2 separate regions of the Gasterosteus aculeatus genome follow, and region 2 is linked to region 1. Evidence: chromatin contacts called from public Hi-C data. All regions are on one chromosome and are shown on one strand. The core of a region is the stretch at or near the end of the contact, and the rest is flanking DNA. Distances in the headings are between cores, read along the strand shown.

Region 1 (6,152 bases), core at 3,539-6,038:
ACTGATCCGTGAACCCCACATCCAATCACCTGATTGCTTGCAAATGAGTTTGCATAGTGTTGCCTGCGCTTTGTGTAATCACATGTTTTGTTTTTTTCATGCAAATCCATTTGAAATTGAACCCACTCAAGCACCAGAGGCGAGCACAGACGATATGGAGCCGCGTGGATGAGTATTACTCCCTCAGCTGTCTGTATTATTCTGCTTGTGTTCTATGATAATCAGCGCTTTCACTTTTTTCAGATGCAAATCCAGTAATAATGAGAGAAACCGTCTTAGAAAATGTGGTATAATTCTGAAAAACGTCTCCTTTTCCCCCCCGTTTCTTTACCTTGTTTCACCTCGTGCCTCTCGTGCGCAGCAGATGGCGTGCGCGTCACAGTGTTAATCCGTCTTTGTTTCTTTGGACGGGCCTCCTCCATTGGCCGCAAACTCAGTTGAACTCGTGATAAACGAGCGCTAGTGACATTGCTTGGACAGACCCTTCATCTGTGTTTATCAGTGTGTGTGCGTGTTTTGGATTCCCGAGATCTTTTCCAACATAGCAGTCAGGTATGCATGCATACGTCCAGTGCATGCTTTTTTTTGTGCATCATACGGCGTGTTTGCATAGCTATATACACATGCGGTGAATGCGGCTGTGTGCGATCTCTGCGGCGCGTAAATCCCCCGGCCAGAGCGTATCGCCGCTTTATCAAGAGTCAAACTGAGCAGCCTTAGTTCTTCTCAGTTCGGGGTGTAAATATTTAGCGTGTGCATAAACACAGCGGCCTTCTAGGAATGCTCTGGTCACAAACGACAGCAGTGCTTTTATCCCACTCCCGATAAGACGGGGGAGACAAAACTGTTGATTCATCCGAATATGCCACACGCGCAGAGCTCATGAAGTCCATGGAGTTCTGTCCGTCTGATAAGCTGTCCAGTCTCCTTTTGAAAGGGTCTCTTAATCAGAACCAACATGTCTCCTCTTTAAACAATCTGCTACTTATTCTGTTATAAAGAAATACACAAAGAAGCCTTCACGCATCCTCACTATCTTCATGGGCTCCACCTCAACATGTGATACATGAATAGGATTCAATAGAAGTCAGTACCATGTTGCGGCCTGCCACGGTAATGGGTATATTGACTTATCGCACATATTAAAATGAGCCTGATAATTCTTGGTGCTGCAATACATTATACGAATTTTACATATACATGAATGTCATCAACATCTTAAGTCGCCACACACACACAGCGGACACCGTCAGGGGGAGGGAATGCGTGAACCCACCGTGTTATGAAGGTTTTTTTTCGTGACATCTGCAGCAGAGCCAATTAGGATAAACACGTACAAATGGGCTTTCAAAGCCGCAATCTTCAGCTCTGGTTGTGGGAACATTTTGGCTTTAAGTCGAGTGAGAGAGGAGAGCCGGTAGACGTGAACGAGCTGGTATGACGACAAAAAGAGGCAAGGCAACTAACCTCAAATCTCACCCAAAACACAACCCCCCCACCCCCCAGCCTTTCAACCTGAACTACTAGCCTGATGCTTCGCCCCGCTCCGTGTCCCTTGCACTTATTATTTATAGCGTACTCGTATTATTATGCTATTATATTATCATTATGTAATCAGTGGCATGAAATGGTCTGAAAATTACAATAATATCGTTTATCGCAATTAATTTTGGTGCAATAATCGCACAGCAAAAATCATCGTTATTGTGACAGGCCTGACCATTAAGGATTCAATGTGACTGTGATTTTTTACTGTTAGCGGGAAGAAAGGAGTTAATGATGCACTGCATGCGGGCAGTAAATGTTTCTCATATTAAAAGCTAATCTACATTTTTATTATTTGTTGTATTGAAAAAAAAAAGAGGGAAAAGGAACTAATTTCAGCTGGGCATTGGGGATACATATTTAGTGGTTCCTGGTGTATGAGTTTGGGACAAGGAGAAGAAGAAAGACTTGAGGTGGGGGGTTGACGGATCCATCTCATCCCTTTTTTTTCAATCTGTGGAATGCGGCTTGAATCCAATCTCAACTCCCCTGTTGGCTCCGCCCACACTCCCACCACCTCATATCCTGCCACACACACACACACACACACACACTGTGAGGTCATTTTAACCATGAAATAAGTGGTGCCTGCTCTAACATGTTCAGCTGATTTGTAGCCTCGTGCACACTCCTTCTGATGTGTGTGTGTGTGTGTGTGTGTGTGTGTTAGGGAGGAAGAAGTTGTCCATCCGTGTATGAAATGAATTCACTAGCCTTCAACGCTCAAGGGAATAGTTGGAGTTTGTTAAATGGATATTAGCTTTTTGTTGCCATGTTTATAAACATTTAGTGCTTTGGTCCCAAAATGGAATGGAAAATCCCATAACCTTTCTAAGAGAATCTACAATTCTGATTCCTGTTTGGCGCAGCAACCTGCCAGTTATCAATATTCACAGCAGCTTCTAAAGTTCAGCTTCATTTGTCAATCAAAGAATTGGTGGAAGGCAATAAAAGCACACACAACATTCTCAAGGTAGATTGAGAAAATCAAGAAGCATTGTTAGCATTGTTAACCCAAGCTGGGTTAAATCAATTTTGAGTTTTATTTTGATTTTTTAACGATGTCGGCATGAATCTAATCTCCTAATTTTTCTCGATCTCTTTGTATGGAGCTCAACACTGAGCCTTGATATGCGTTTGCTGCCGTGTGTATTTAGTTAAAACGACATCTACATGTCACACATCTCATCAATGCTGAACGTGTGCAGCTAGTTATTCAAAAGCATAAATACTCCCTGTAAGTGGCACCGTGCATCATGTTAAACAGCCATGATGACAGGACTCAGGATGAGTGGTGGTCAGAGCGTTTTGCACCTCTCACCATTATTGCTACTTTCGGCTCTACGTATTATTTCAGTCCACGTTCCCCGTGTCTGATTTTTCCATTGCCGAGAAACTCGCACCGACTGCGTCAGAGCCTTTGAAAATATAAACTATCCCCTGATGCTTACGTTCGAGAAAAGGATGCTTCCTTTGTTCTCGCTCGTACGGTCGGGTACGGTGGCGTGTTTACATCGTTGAGCGGTCGCCGTGGCGACAGACGGAACCTGACGGGCCGCAGAGAGGAGAGCTTGCAGGGCCGGATCCGGGACAAGGCAAGTGGCGTTGCGTTATGCTCACATCCGCACGTCTTCTTCGGAGATTGGAGATGGTGAGTGCAGCAGCTTTTAAGGTGTCAAGACAAGAGCTCTCAAAGCAGCCACATTCATGGCGCACTGTTTAATGTGTTTATGCGTCGCCGTCTGACTTTGAAGGCCCTCGAACGTGGATAATGGCGTCAGATGTCACATGGGCATTGACAAGGCCAAGGAGTTTACCACCATCCCGCTCGCCGATGTGGTCCTGTAAACGCACTCAATGAGCCAAATCCAGGCGTCTGTTTGGTTCTGTTATGATGGCGCGGCGAGCGGAGAGCCGGGTGGAAAGATTTAATAACTTCATAAAACCCAGAACACATGAGTACGTGCAGGTAAACATTCAAAAGTACAAATTGTGAGCGCACACAGAGAGAGAGAGACACACACACACACACACCCCTCCACTGTATGACTGCGGTAGAGTCCATTAAATCTCCATTAACACGGAGCCTCCCTGCTAGCCCGAGCTAATCCAACCCAGGTGTGTGTGTGTTTTCACCCCATCCCTCTCCTGCTCCCTCATTCTCTGTCTCCCCCTCTACTTTCTCTGTCTTTTACTCTCTTCGCCCCTCCTCCTTTCCCCTTTCCATATCTCCGCTCCAACCAGGGTCCCCATTTCCCACGCTCTGCCCTGGACCTGGCCGCTCTGCAGCCTCCTGCAATTAAGTCAAATCAAGGCAAATTTCGGGCTCTCAGCGGGGAAAAGCCGACCGACACACCTCATTGTTAATCTTCTTAAGCTCAGGCATCTCCACAGTCACCTACGGGCTGGAAAAGACAGCCGCAGAATTCTCCTCTTTCAGGCGATTCAGCAAAGGGGCTTCACTGGGTATTTAAGTGTCACTCCCGCATGCAGGGCATCCACACCTGGGCTGCCACGTCCAGCCTAAGCTCAAGTATTTGCGCTGTGTGTTCAGTCTGAATAATTAGGCCGAAAGGTGACGTGACATCAGGGTTCTAGGCAGAGGGACCTGAAAGGCAGAAACATGTACATGAACATGGATGATGGCCTTTTTTATGCTGGGAACTGTACGAGTCCGACACTCTCTTCCCAGGCCTTTTCGCAATAGTCATGGTGGCCGTCGCTGCTCATGCCAACCGCCACCCGCTTCTTGCTTTGTTGATCGCAAACAAACCACGGCTTCTGTAACCGGACGCATCATTTCCTGCGCTGGTGGGATTTTTCCAGGGAAAGACCTACTTGACGCCAGGTGTCCAGAGAGGTAAAAGCCCTTTCCTGAGCTGGCACCGGGCTGCTGCGCTTTTGTGCTTTAGCAATCATCCATAGAGAACGTGGAGAGTAGCATAAACATATTTTAGTATCCTAATTGTGTGCTTAAACATTTGACTAGAAGTCCGAAGGTTCTCTTTAAACACCTTTAGAAAAAAAAGGTCTATGACAATTGCGCTTTGTTCGTCTGTGGAGACTAAATACATTATGTACACACTGTCTTTCTGACACAGACAAATGTTCTGGGAAGGTACTCTGCAGGAGAGAATATGATCTCTGCTTGGAAGTGACGACGTCCCCCACTAAAGCAGTACAAACACACATTGTTGTGTTTGTGAGTGTGTGTGTGTGTGTGCGTGCGTGTGGATCAGTGTGTGGGCATATGTGAGTGTGTGTGTGGCTATGTGGGTGTTGGTGACAGTCCAAACAACTCCACTCCACTGGAGATGTCTTATGAGAATACTTGCAAATGTGTAACGATAACAATGTGTGCCCACGTTTACCAGAAGGTTTTATTGGTTGAATTGTTTTAACAGAGTGGACCTTTCATGGGGAAACCTGTGCATCGCTGATGCTGTGAGCGCCCTGCTAACGACCACGCTTCCAATCAGGTTTACGTGTATAAATGTTTGCGGTCTGCAGCGAGATGTCGGCCTGTTAAAATATCCTTTTAAAGCGAACACATTCCAGGGCCTGGGATCAAACTGTTTGGGTTTCTCCTCCATGTCCAATGCATTTTAAACAGTTTTATTTGGCCCCAGTGCTGTAAAATATGCTCTGCATGCAGCTGGTATCAGCTATTGTAATGTTTTTGTAAGATACTTATGACATAGGGAGGCCGAGGAGACAGATGTGCGCAGCTGTGACGGGCCGCAATGCAGCCCACCCACATTTTTTGTGTCATTGATCATCATTTTGTGTGCATGTGGGTGTCCAGAATGGGAGATTTTTAGAAGCTGGCCACCACTCTCTAGTGGCAAGAACATCTCATTACATTTTAATCTGCACTTTCACTGCAATGTATTTTCACGTATTATTATACTGCTGTGCTGCAATAAAATAATACAAAAATAGAGCACCATAGAGTGTTTTGGTACATTATAGACGACATTGATATTAGGTTAACAATAGGAAAACTGAAAAATGACAGTAATGTACTGGCAGACCTTCTGCCGGTTGTCAGCAAAATTAAAACTTACTACTAGACGAACATATTGTGAAGTACATCACAGGAGGTACACTTATCAGTAACCTGCCAGTATGTTTACCTGCATGACAATAATACACTAAGGAGGAATTTCTTGGAACGTCATAATCAAGACTGTATTGTGGCATTTGTTTTGGGGTTAGGAAATGAAACAACATGCACTTGGAACGGTAAAGTGGGAACAAAAACTCCCTTTTCATTTTAATATTTTGAAATTTCTCTGGTGAATTAGTTTTTGATGAGAGAAGATATTTCACTTCTGTCCACTAGGTGGCGATAAGACCCTCTGAATACTAACGCTCATTCAGCTTTCTCAGACTCTTTCTCTTTACCTCTGACTTAGATTAAAAACACATCATATTGCAGCTGCAGCTACACATATAAACTGCACAATCCTCAACACAGACACACACACCTGCAACCGATATGACTCTTCCCGCCTGCCTCTGGAACTTGAGTGTTCCTCCGCTGAGCTATTTTTCTATTAATAGCAACAGAGCTCCGGCTGTATCCAAAATGCCTGCTGTCTCAT
Region 2 (7,097 bases), core at 3,868-6,367, 38 kb before region 1:
ACACCCTCATCATTATAGCTCTCCCTGCACAGTCCCTCTGCCTTCCCCTCCACTTGTGCTCTGTCCTCTGTCATTTCCATGCCACTCTTCCCATTCTTCTCCTGGAGGGACTCTTTGTCATGAGGGAAAGCTCGGCGGGTCAAGTCTCTCTCCAGACTCCAGAAGGGCCGCTCACTTTTCTTTTCCTCACACACAGCGGCTCTTGCCAGGCAAAACTCCAACTGAATTTGGGCTGAGAGGCGCTGGAAGCTCAAGGATTGTGCCCTCTCTGTCGGGACATCTTATTGAGCCGTTTCCAAGATGGCACGTTCTGATGCAGATTTACACATTGCACTTTATTGCCACGAGAGCTCACTTTTGTACACCCAATTTGTACAGAATATTTTGAGTACGTATCTACTGGCACTCCAAACAAATCCTCTACTTCCCGTTGCCTCGATTTAAATATTGGCCCATTTGCTGTTGAAGTGTTGTGCAATGCCCCTCTTTCTTGGCTGGTTGGTGTGAAGCTGTTCTCACAACTTCCAAAGGCCAGTCTGCACGTTGAGGGCCTCTTGTGACTCAATGTGGCATAATATTGCAGTGTGATGCACCAGTCTGGTTCACCTCACAGCAGGTGTGAGGTGTTTGAGAAATAGAAGGAAAACAAATGGCAGATTATCAAATTGAAAACCCAGAGAGCGACTATCCGGGTCTCGCCCCAACTTTCAAGGCTTTTGTGCCATTTCACATTTCCAAAGTGTCAGTGCTGGTTAATGTTGTTATGGAACCAAAAATCACACCTGACGCTTTCCCAGGTAACCTGTCAATCCAGGAAATGAAGAGGAAAATCTCACATCCGACCAGCCGGTCGACATCCACACAGCCACTTCCATCAATATTTTCACCATCTCTCGGGTGTGTGTGTGTGTGTGTGTGTGGGGGGGGGGGGGGTTCTGAGGGTCTGCCCCGAAACAATAGGAACCTGACGTGCATTATTCATCCCTCACCCATTCACTCCTCTCTGACTCAGACGCACCGGGGAATTCAACTTGGCCAAACTAAACTTCAGATGAGAAAACCTTTTAAAAAACATCCGCCCCTCCGTACTCAAATCTCCGTGGTATTTTGGGTCGCCTCGTACAATCCCTAATAATGCCAACCGCGTTGAATAATGGATGCGTCGCCGATTCATTTCCCGGACGGGCCGGATTGAATGCAAACTCTTACAATGAGGATTCTTTTCATGTCGGGGATAAAAAAAGTCTGAATTGTAGCAGAAATGTGTTTAAAAAGTCTCTTGAACGTGAGCAAGATATTCAGATCTATGTTTAGAGATACTCAATCATTACCAAATGACTGAAGTACTGGCTGCGGATTTTTAATGAACTTGACATTAAATGCTTCATGGCTTTCAGTCGGTTTCCACTAATGTCCTTTCATAACGCGCAATTAGGCGCAGACTTTAAATAATGCGCACGTCGAAGGTTCCTAACAAAGGAGATGAGGTTAACAGCCTCAATCAGTGTATCATCTCTCCGCTCCAGACCATTACCGAAGCTGCCCACCTAATAGCCCTCAGAATTAGACGTGGAGCCGATTGCACATTGATTAGAAGAGAACGAGGGCGACAGGACGTCGACCCCGCAAACATCACCAAAGCGGCTTTAAAGAGCGCAGGGACAGTGGAAAGGCAAAGATGTGTCCGACTGCAATTTTCTCCTTCAACTCCGTTTCCTTTGAAATGAACTTGACCTCACAAGCTTCACGCAGGAAGTGCAGAAAAAATAGGTGTCACAGAGAAACCATCGCGAAAACGTGGCGCCGGACTCTGCTCACAGCGGAGTTCATTGTCCATAAATGAGCGTGTTGCTCGTCTTTTAAGGCGCTACACGTTTTTAAACTGTGCTGATTTAGCTGACTGATGTAAGAGCCACTAGAAAGTGAATTCCTCATCTGCAATTTATAATCTGAATGTTTTATGCAGCAACTATAATGTACCCATGTAGATTTCTGATTGACTACCTCGATACGCAGTGAAATTAGATTAGATTAGATTAGATTAAATTAGATTCAACTTTATTGTCATTGCACAGGGTACAAGTACTGAGGCAACGAAATGCAGTTTAACATCCAACCAGAGTGCAAAATAGCAAAAAGTGCAGAGTATGTGCATATGTAAAGTGTAATAAGTGAATAAATAGATATGAACAGTAAGAAATGGATATGCAATAACAGTGCAAATGGTCAGTGGCTGGAGGAGTGTGTGTGGCAGTCAAGCCAGGGTGGAGGGGGAAGTACAGTCACTGTGTGTGGGGGGGTGGGGGGCAGAGTTCAGAGTTCAGGGGGGGCAGAGTTCAGTAGAATGACAGCCGCAGGGATGAAGCTGTTCCTGAACCTGCTGGTCCGGGAACGGAGCACCCTGTAGCGCCTCCCAGAGGGGAGGAGGGCAAACAGTCTGTGGCTGGGGTGAGAGCTGCGTGCCCTCCGCAGACATCTCTTGCTCTGCCTCAATGGTGGGGAGGGAGGAACCGGTGATGCGTTGGGCGGTTTTCACCACTCTCTGCAGTGATTTACGGTCCGCGACAGAGCAGCTGCCATACCGTACTGAGATGCAGTTTGTAAGGATGCTCTCTGTGGTACAGCGGTAGGAATTCTCTAGAATCTGAGGAGACAGATGGGCCTTCTTCAGTCTCCTCAGGAAGAAGAGACGCTGGTGTGCTTTCTTTACCAGGGATGAGGTGTTGAGGGTCCAAGAGAGGTCCTTAGAGATGTGGACACCCAGGAACTTGAAGCTGGCGACACGCTCAACCTCCGTCCCGTTGATATGGATGGGGATGTGTGTGCCAGTTTTCTTCCGGAAGTCCACAATTAGCTCCTTGGTCTTCTTGGTGTTGAGGGCCAGGTTGTTGTCGGCGCACCACACCGCCAGGTGCTGGACCTCCTCTCTGTCGGCCGACTCATCGTTGTCACTGATGAGGCAAATCACCGTTGTGTCGTCTGCATACTTGACAATGGTATTAGAACCGTGTACAGGTGTGCAGTCACAGGTGAAGAGGGAGTAGAGACAGTCAAGGCCAGTGTGATGTCCTTCACATCTGGCTTCAAGAATGCTTGCTGTATGTCTACAAACAGCTTGTCCAATATCCCGCTGTGATGTGGTCTTATTGCACCTGTGTTGGGTATCTTTAAATCCGTCACGTGGCGGCAACGACGCAGGGAAGAGATGAAACATGACCTCGGAAAAGATTTGCCTGGATTGAATGATTTCACCGTGAATACACGTCAGTACTCTTTTTATATATACATATAGAACAAGCCCATATGGGCAATTGGATGTTGAACTTCTCTCCATCAGTAGGAGCTGCGGAGCGAGGCTGTGTGTGGGTGTTGATGTGGATGTGAACATGGCTACTGCATGCCACAATGCTCCCGAGGGCAGATCAGCCACGGTCGGTCGGACAGGGTCACATGGCCGCAGTCGTAGCGTACAGGAATATATGCAAACACTGCAAAAACTGGGGGTAACAAAGCATCTTCTGGGCGCCGTCGCCGCACACGCAGGCCTCGATCCACTTTAGTCATAGTAGAGTTGTTTCTGTTATTTCTGTTATCTCGGTCATCTTGACTCATATGGAACTGACATTTGATTATATATAGTTTACCGCTTTGTGGCTTTCGATGGCATTTGTCCCATCACCAGCAGCACTTTCCCTTTGATTATCATTACCTTAAGGATAGAACTAAATATCAAATCAACTATGAAAGTTCAGACAGTGAATCTAATCTTCTAACATGTATTATGGGATGGCGGCTGACTGTTAGTGTTTTTTTTTTCTTCTTTTCATTAACGACATTCGTAAACAGAGTGAAGGGGAACCTTTTTGTTACTTTCATTACTTGGTGGAAGGACAGCTGGCTGCCATATTTTTCCCACACTGCTCCATCACTAAGAGCCGATCGCATTCAGCGAACTCTCGTACTCGCAATTACAAGTGTCTCTCTGCAGATGAGCTCGCGCATACCTATTTGCTCATGTGCCTTTTTCTGGCAAATGGCCTTTTTTGGGGGAGGGGGGGGTTGCGTTACTCTGTGCCAAGTCATTAGCCCTCTGAAATAAGGAAGCTTTTGTTTTGTTGTCATGGTCCGCAAAATTCTTTTTAAAATCCAGGCTCGCGTCCAGGAACCCGACAAAAAGAAATAGAAGAGGCGCGCACAGTGTACAGTGTCTTAAACAAAAGTGCCTCTGTTCGCTTTCACTGATCACGATTTACCAGAACCTCCTTTGACCCAACGCGACATGCTCGTTTCAACCGGTACACAGCAGAAGCTTTAATTGGTGTTGTGAGGGAGGGACCCTGGAGTGAGGGGCTTTCTTCCAATAAATATTGGGGGCGGGGCTTAGTGGGGTAGTTGACAAAAAGGGGAGACGAATGGAGCTTAATACAAAACTCCCGGGGCTTTTCTGTGTGAATCCCATCGCCTGATCCAAGACAAGATTCAAATGACTTTCTAAAGTTTTATCCAGTTCTGATTAGAACTCTGTGAAGCTGCTCGGGAGACTAACGGCTAAATGGACTTTGTTCTCATTACCCCCCCCCCCCCCCCCTCCCTCAGTCCAGCAGAAAGCAAGTGTTCATACCAATCATCTCCATTTCAATTATCAGTTCTGTCAGTCTCACTCGCTCTCACTCCGAGTTGGACGCACACATTGCTCATCAATTACATATCCCGGTGTGTCTTTCGGTCTGCTAGTAGCTAATTACACTTTTCTGGGGGGGTCTGTAAGGTGATTTAATATGCTATCAGGCAGAGCCGAGGGGGATTGAAACCATTGAAGCCATGAAGTCTTTTTAATCTTCCTCTTTTTATTTCCCCCATTTGCTTTTTTCCCTTTTATCTCTGCTTCACCAAACCTTTATTCTAGACCTACATGCATTTATCGTCCACATAACTCGGTTTTGTTTTGATCATTCTTAATTAGCGGTGAGTTTGGAGATCTCAAAGGCATCAACGAAGCCTTGATCTCAAGCCCGGTGTCCGCTTCAGAAAGCCATCCGAGGCTCGTTACTGACCTCTAGTGGCTTAACTAGGAGATCACAACCAACACGTCACACATGGTCTGAGCTGTAAAAACATTCCTGCACACATCTGATCAATGCACATTGGGTGACAATAAATCCACAGGACTACCTCTAAATCTCCAGGAGGCCTCTGCTTGTAGTTCTCTGGAGTTCCCCTGCAGGACTGTGACATCATTTCTCCACGTGGGGCTCTACAATTTAGGAATACTGAGCTGGCTCGAAATCTGTCATGTGGAGAGTGGCGTGTCCATTCGGGCGCCGCCCACATCAAGTGATCCACCTTTGTACAACATACTACAGCGTCGTGTTAATCGGCACGCGCCGCCCCTTTTGTTGGCCTTCTTTCGCCACATGTGCTTCTATTTGTGGAGACGACTCATCTGACCATCTTGACATTTTCCCCACTGTTCTGTTGAGTGGCTTTCTGTGTTTTTCAGTCGTTATAAAGGGCTTCGTGCTCTCTGCCGGGTCTTTGGAGGTGAAGTTCTGAAGCTGCTTCACTTTGACATTTCCGGCTGAGTGTCTTTTTTTTTTTTGTCTTTGTTCCATTTGTCCTTGCAGCTGAAGGTAGAGGACTTGCTGTCGGGGTTTGGGCTGAGAATTACATCCTTCTCTCATTCTCTCAAAGAGCCATCAGGGCGACGCTTTGAGGAGCCGTCCAGTTGGAGTTTCAAATTGCAAAATGCAACTTTGCATATTACACAGTGTACAATAAGAATATAAAATGATGTATCGTATGATTGAAGTATTGACTTCAACAACTTGTGTAAACTTTATCATATTTAATTTCATTGTAGCAAGGTGATACGCGGTACAAAAGCAATTACCAGACATTCCATTACAACTTGGACCCAGTAAATACCACAGAAAATATCCACAATAAAACAACATTTCTCTTAGTTTCATGGTCAAGGTCAAGACAAAGCTAGCACATTTGGGATTATTTCTTTTTTACTCCTTGAATAAAAATTGTTACACTGAAGTTATATATTACAACACACAACCGAAAACAGTAAGTAATACAAACAAATTCACAAAAAATATGAACCTTGAGCAATGCACGTAGAGACCATTTTTAAGAGCGAGACCTGCAGCAAGTTTATTTCCCCCCGCCTAGCTTTACAGAAGGTGCTTTTAATCAGAGGGGTCCCATGGAAACGGTGATGGACGGTGGTCTGACACTAGGTGGCGCCGAAAGCCTTGCCGGGGTCCTTCCACTGCTTTACCGCATTACGAAGACAAAGAAGACATCGGGTTCCACACAATGCTGACGTGGCTGCAGATATTACACCATAGCTTGAGAAAACGTGAACTATTTGTCCAGCAAATACCCACTTGACTGACATTTGAGGATTTGGACTGGTCGGTTGTGGGTGTGTGTTTTGATTTAGCAACAATACTGGAATTGAAGTGGGGAAAAGAAATGTAGCAAACTTTGTCTTTTTTTTTATTGGCAACCCAGTTGGACCTCTGCAGAGTCATTAAATCTTTTGGAATTTTTTAGAGAGAGGCTAAGACATTCAGTCCAGCACGAGAGCACAGACTGATCAGTCGACAGTTGACATCGTAGCTACTGCTTCTTAACCCAAATCTGTAATAGTAAAGCTGTTTTTTATAATAGTTTTTTTATATCTTTGAAAAATATTTTTAGTGGAAATTCACAGCACTATTCATGCTGATTTTGGTAAATGTAGTTTGTGACCAGATGTATGTCAAATAATACGTTCAACAACCAGATGGATGGGGTTTTTCTGTACAATTGTCGATAAAACACTGTATTACTCGTTAGAAGATGCATTTAGACACCTGACAGTTTATCAGATTCTCTAAATTCTGAGAAAGGATCTGAATCCAGAAAGGATTTATTTAAAATGACTATTTGGCATATTACCTAAGATTGGTTCCTCGGTATACATGACATTGTAGTAAACAATAACCAGTAGGGCTTTTAATTCATAGTATACTAATGTTGTAAATGAGCCTTTGTGGCTCTTCCACTGAAGGTTTTTTCTTTTTTTCCACAAAATGAACAAT

The links. A called contact is a pair of places that touch in the nucleus more often than the background predicts.
Region 2: a contact with region 1 is called in a Hi-C map of whole body, with 5 times the contacts expected there. The contact joins two enhancer-like sites. A contact is called at or near these places in 4 of 6 Hi-C or Micro-C datasets (skeletal muscle, tail fin and whole body).

Annotation. Positions count from the first base shown.
Region 1 is chr1:24,739,502-24,745,653 of fGasAcu3.hap1.1, reverse strand. All of the region lies in intron 1 of LOC120828759 (rho GTPase-activating protein 6), which reads right to left. Among protein-coding and RNA genes, the nearest start is that of LOC120828782, 9.0 kb to the right of the region's middle. Within about 2 kb of position 4,788, at least 3 of the 9 cell types and tissues checked have open chromatin away from gene starts, as enhancers often do.
Region 2 is chr1:24,777,116-24,784,212 of fGasAcu3.hap1.1, reverse strand. LOC120828759 (rho GTPase-activating protein 6) reads right to left here. Exons shown (of 14, transcript XM_040192320.2): 14 at 5,831-7,097. Among protein-coding and RNA genes, the nearest start is that of LOC120828768, 14 kb to the left of the region's middle. Within about 2 kb of position 5,117, at least 3 of the 9 cell types and tissues checked have open chromatin away from gene starts, as enhancers often do.